2 separate regions of the Cyprinus carpio genome follow, and region 2 is linked to region 1. A link is a contact called in public Hi-C data. All regions are on one chromosome and are shown on one strand. The core of a region is the stretch at or near the end of the contact, and the rest is flanking DNA. Distances in the headings are between cores, read along the strand shown. Region 1 has its middle 2.8 kb from the start of LOC122138714. Region 2 holds the start of LOC109082516 (protein BTG3-like).

What was found. Hi-C and Micro-C count contacts between places; a contact is called where the count stands out from the background.
Region 2: a Hi-C map of liver shows a contact between it and region 1, with 2.3 times the contacts expected there. The contact joins the promoter of LOC109082516 here to the enhancer-like site in region 1. A contact is called at or near these places in 3 of 8 Hi-C or Micro-C datasets (liver and red blood cells).

What each region holds. Positions count from the first base shown.
Region 1 is chrB10:13,837,607-13,840,802 of ASM1834038v1, forward strand. No RefSeq gene overlaps it. Among protein-coding and RNA genes, the nearest start is that of LOC122138714, 2.8 kb to the left of the region's middle. Within about 2 kb of position 1,740, at least 1 of the 8 cell types and tissues checked has an H3K27ac peak or open chromatin away from gene starts, as enhancers often do.
Region 2 is chrB10:13,884,093-13,887,288 of ASM1834038v1, forward strand. LOC109082516 (protein BTG3-like) reads right to left here and starts at 1,751. Exons shown (of 5, transcript XM_042732650.1): 1 at 1,686-1,751; 2 at 1-156. The coding sequence starts at 122.

The sequences.
Region 1 (3,196 bases), core at 490-2,989:
AGGCTCAGCTTCACCTTCTGAAGTGCTGCCTGAATGGAGACAGCAGCAAAGAGGATGAGGAGGAAACAAGGCCATAATTTGACCTTATGTGCACAATTAAATAAACTGATGATTTGCTAATATAGCAACTTAACTGACACATAGAGTCTTTAAAAACAGTCTAGGTTGGAGCTGTGGCCTACTAGTAAGCAACGACACATAAGGCCAAGGAGGAAGACACTGGTTTGAGTCCAAACTTCAATAATTCCAATTCAAATCTTTGCTATCAAAAATAAGTGGAAGAAGCTACATTGTAAAAGAGTCTACCTTGTCAACAACTGTGCTTCATGTGGTAACACCAACATTAACTAAATGATGTTACCAGTAAAAAGTCTGAAGTCTGATCAGGTAGATAAAGGTTCTTAAAGGAGCAGATCACCCAAAAAGGAAAATTTGCCTGAAAATTTACTCAGGCCATCCAAGATGTAGATGAGTTTATATCTTCATCGGAACAGATTTGGAGAAATGTTGTATTACATCACTTGCTCACCAAAGAATCTTGCAGTGAATAAGTGCCGTAAGAATAAAATGCTAAAAATAATTCACAAGTAATCCACAAGACTAATTAGCATCTTTTGAACAAAAAAAAAAATGAATCCATAACTTTTTCACTGGAGAATGCAATATTGTGGATAGAGCACGACAGTTTGAAGTTAAAACACCTTTATGATGGATTTGTTTCTTACAAACACACAGCTTTTCACAAGACATTAAGTGATGGACTGGAGTTGTGGTTTTATTGTGATGTTTTTATTAGCCATTTAAACTCATTCTGGAGACACCCATTCACTGCAGAGGATCCGTTGGTGAGCAAGTGATGCTAATTTCTCAAATTCTTTTTAGTTGAAGAAACAAACTCATGGGTGAGTACTGTACATTTTCAGCACAATTTCATTTTTGGGTGAACTAGACTTTTTAGGCAACGATGACACTACTTCACTAGAGAACTATCCCTTTCCCTCTCATGAACCAATGGGAACTTGCTTAGAGGAGTGGAGCATCCACTGGCCTATTTTGCAGCAGTCTTTTGTGTCAATTGAACGCAGAAGTGTTGGAAAAGCCAAAGTCAGACGCCTGGTCCGGGAATGTCAGACTTAGTCATATCAGAATCATTTCCACGTCAGTCTTACGAGTCAGAGCGGTTCGCCTTATTAAACGCTCCCACACATGCTGAGAGACGACTTGAATTTCTCTACATGAAAGATCTGTTTTTCCATGTAAACGTGCCAGTTAAAGCACAATTAAAGCTGCACGTTATTAGCCCCTGAGAAAAAGTAGTCAGTCAGTAAGAAATGGTAGGCTAAAAGAAGCGAGATTCTGTATTAACTAATATATACAGGACATACAATGCAATATTTACAAATGTGTACCACACTACATAAACATTAAAGTGGCCTACTTGAACAGTATGTACTCTTGAAGCACACGTAGAGCACACACTCTATCACATTCAGCTGTGTGGGAGGAAACTGCGCAGAGGCCCCTGGTTCAAAGTGTTTAACTACTGGTATTACATACCCGCGGCTGTTTCGCAAGAACAGCCTTACTCACCTAAGCCTTTTCAAGCCTCTTCTCCAGAACTGAAACAAAATCTATTAAAATAATCTCGGGGGTTTTATTAAACCCAGACTAACTTGGCAAAGACTCCAACCTGCAGTTAGATGTCAGTCTTAATTTGTAAGAACCGCTGCGAGTGCCTTTATTGGATTAAGACGAGGCTTTGAGATGTTAATGACACTGTTAATGGTGATTCTTAAATCTTTTTGAGGCAGAAAGAATCAAGTAGTTTTTCTGTCAAATGCATTTCCATTTAATTTTGAGAATTTTTCCTATTTCTTCATCAACTTCTTCAATATGAGTGTATCTAGCATAATGAGTGTCCTAGTGTCCTCTATTTTCTTATCAATTGTTTGTACTGCTTATCATGTACATTTACATGCACACATATATGCACATTACACATATATATACAGTATGAGAACATTTAGTTCAGTACTTTTATTCATCAAGGATGCATATGACTTTCAAACATATGCATATGAGGTTTCAATCAAACATCTTGAAACTATTTAGCATAGTATATTGATTTAGCATAGTACAATGATTAAAAGTTTAACATAATATAATGATTTCTGAAGGATCATGTAACTGGAGTAATGGCTGGTGAAAATTCAGTTTCGCCATCACAGGAATAAATTACAAATTTACCACATAAATGTACTACATAGAAAATCAAGTTTAGACACAATAGAGCTCCTATTCAAATACAGTGCTTGCCAAGACTCAGCATGAAGAGTGTTGATAAATGTGAATATGCAGGATCCAGCAGTGCTATTTTAATATCACTGAGATACTTTTATTTCAGTTGTTTTCCATTTTCATTTTAGTTAAAGTAATTTTGTTAGGTGTTTATGTCCTATATATTAATTTTTATTCCAGTTTTAGTTTTTTAATTCAGTACACAAGTTAAATTAAATGCAAATGAGAAATGTTGCCATGGCAAGTTTTTAACTTGTTTTTATTTCAGTTAATATTTATTTTATTTCAAGTAACAATTTTTTTTATGGTTTTAGTTTTAGTTTCAGCTATAGCAATAATAATCCTGGGATGCAATAATATAATAAGCCTAAAATTGCATTTGCAAAAGAACAAGCATTTGGTGTGCACATTTCTGTTCTATAAGGTCAATGAGTTCATTAGAAGAAAGCCTGTAGGGCTGACCTGTCTTTCCAGAGCTCTGATTGTGCTGGTCCCACAGTCCCACTCTTCTTCAAGGAAACTTCAAATCTGTCCCATTTTCAGCCATCTCATTATAGACAAAAATATGCACCTGTGGGACAGATAATCACAATGTTTAAAATGTCTTTAGACCCACACAGAGGAAGACAGAGATGGGGAAGAGAGCAATACAGAGTCTGCATTCACATTCTTGTCTGTTTTCTCTCTTCTCTGTCCCTGATCATTCTGGTGGCTGCAGATCTCTGCTGTGTTTTGCAGATTACTGTAACCCAATCGGACCTGTGCATGACCCAGTGATGCAACCAAATGCACTGCCAGAGTCATCATGAATGCCAAGTCAAGAGTGCAAACCACATTATGTAAAGCTAAAACCAAAAAATCATGATTCATTTCCATAATTATTCCAATCTGGAACCCA
Region 2 (3,196 bases), core at 501-3,000, 46 kb after region 1:
TTCTCCTGTAATGCTACCGTTAAACGCTCCACAAACAGGTCCACCTTTTCCACATCCAATTTCTCCGCCTTCTTTATCAACCGCTTCAGGAAAAAAACCACTGCTGCTATTTCTTTCTTCATCGTTAGCTGTTCAGCTGAAATTCAGGCCCAACTACTGTGAATACAGAGACTTTCATGAGTACAAATACCACAATGACACCCTTTGATATGAATTCATTCCTATTAATATAAATTCACAAACAAAACATGATTTTCAATTTTAAAAATCTGGTCATAAACAATAAAATTGTGTAAATTAAACAATGATATAAATTATCAGATTTTTTTAAGGATGCATTACATTGATCAAAATGAAAAATAAAGACAATTATGTTGCAAAATATCTCTATTACAAATAAATGATGTTCAAAGAATCCTGAAAATGTTTCCAAACCTTTCAAAAACATTAACTGTTAAGCAAAACAACTCTGATAATACCAAGAAATGTTTGTATGTTATTTATTAAATCAGCATATTAGAATGATTTGTGAAGGATCATGTGACACTGATGAAAGATTTGCCTTCACAGGAATACATTTTAAATTGATTAAAATAGAAAACAGTTCTTTTAAATTGTAATATTACTATTTCCACTGTACTTCTGGTCAAATAAATGCAGCCTTGATGGGCAGAAGACTAATTTAAAACCATGAAAGACTGTACCGACCCCTAACATTTTAGCATAAATGCAAATTGTTTATTAATTTCTTAATGTATTAAATAATAAAAAAGAATAATCAACACGTTAATATTTTATTTCTCCTGCTACAATTAAAATTATAGAGAGAGAGGGAGACAGAGAGAGAAGATCCTTCTTCATACTTCTTTTTTAAAGTTCAGAACAGGTTTCATTCTAAACCATTAACCCATCAAATTCGAAAACATCAGAAACATAAGCTCCTAAGACCTTCTCTCTATAGATACTTCATCTAACTTAGTGTGTGCACTAACGGTACATCCAGTGATCAACATAAAGCTGGGCGGTCAGACGGCGGGACAGAGCAGCAGGATGGCGCGCTAAATACATCACGACCGTTTGAAACACGAGACCATAACAGAAACGACCAGTAACGTTAGTAGTGTAGGGACTTAAACGGCACTTGTGTAAAAACTCGTTTTTAATTCTCTGAAGTACATTACGTTTAATAATTATCTTATATTTTTTTAATTCTTCGTTGTAGTTTAACCTACCAAAATATTATCTACGTTACGTTAGCGCACTTGCAGATAAAAGTCATGTATTTTTAACGTATTGATAATTATTGCTCTTTATTTGTGCAAAAGCTTATTTGGCAGTTAACGTTAACGTAGTCACACAGGGGGAAAAAAACAGTTGCCAACTTACACGAGCTTACGACGGCAGTATTTAAATGTAACATATTAAAACTATACTCAATAGTTAAATTTTCAGGTATTTCGCTTTTTAAAAAAATTGCAATAATTACCACAAAACGAAATTAACGTTAGCTAACTGTAGCCTAGCTGAAGTTAACGTGGCCTCAATTCCATTTTCAGTTGGCTTTTCTGACAATTTCATTTACAGCCATTAGTTTCACATTATTCTTAATTTAATATTTGGAGCTAATAAACATAAATTAGTTATACGCGAGCTCGCTACATCACAGTACAAACAGACATACTGACCGTGTTTTCCTTTCATCCACATGTGGACAACTCCTGCCGCGCACAACACACTTCCAGATTTTTATTGTTTTGATTTCATCCACATGTGGATGTCTTGTGCGCATGCTCAAAGGAAACAATTCCAGAGTCGATTCTTTTGATTCGTGAAGCGAAAGATTCATTGTAGTTGGTAGAAGCATACATAACAAATACATGAAAAGTAAATTGAACAAGTAAAATTAACAGCATTTATTACGTCTATGTGTAGAAGAGTACGCAGATATAAATAAATAACGGACGAAAGTGTTTTACTCCGTATATTTTACCAAAATAAAGCAACAATTAATCAAAATAAGCATACCGCTCCGAATTCAGTAAACTTGAAGTATAAGGGTAATGGGCCGTGGTCATTTAGGGAGATTTTTTTTATTATTATTGTTTTTTATTTATTATTATTATCTATTTATTTATTTATTTTAAATCATGATAAAGTAAAGTCTAGGGTCCAATGGACTGTGGCATTTTTATAAATTGGACAATGGCGCCCTCTAGCTTGAAAAGTGATGTTTTGCAGGCAAAACTATCTCCCAGAAAAAACAGTAAATTTCTATTGATGTATGGTTTGTTAGGATAGGACAATATTTGGCCGAGATACAGCTAATCTGCAATCTGAGCAATCTGAGGGTGCAAAAAAACAAAACAAATCAAAATATTGAGAAAATCGCCTTCAAATGTAGTCCTTAGCATGAATATTACTAACAAAAAATTAAGTTTTGATATTTTAACTGTAGGAAATTTACAGAGTATCTTAATGGAACATGATCTTCACTTAATATCCTAATGATTTTTGGCTTAAAAGAAAAATCGATCATTTTGACCCATACAATGTCGCCTATTGTTTCTATTGTTGGCTATTGCCTATAAATAAACCTGTGCTACTTATTTTGTCCAGGTTTTGTTGTCCAGGATCACAACTGATAAACTGGTGGACTCATGATAGGGTTTCTGTGTTGTGAAAATTGGACCTATCCAATCAGAAAGACTAATTCTACCTTTAATTTCAACACGAACATCTTGTCAGCAGGAATTTTTTATCAGGGCAAACATTACAGTCATAATAGCCTAAATGTGCTGAACTGAGCTGACACATCCTGTCAACAGGAAATACATATCATGGTGTAGATACTCCCACTCCTAGAAATGTGTTAAAACAACATGGGTAGCAATCCACACACTATCATACACTATCAACGATGAAATAATACCACAACCTGGATTACATGGGACACACTAAAACTGAAAACACCTGACAGTATGTTCTGAATTAGCAAAACATAGTATGATTCATGATTACACATATCAAGAGAAAAGTTTGTTGATGAATAACAAATATATTTAAATACACTATTGTTTTTTTCAATACAAATGTGAAGATTATTATTTAAATGGCTCTGTGTCCACTTCACAGATCAGTAGGTGGCAGCATTAGATACATTTCTTGGAAGATGGACATTGGACAGAAGAAAGTGAAG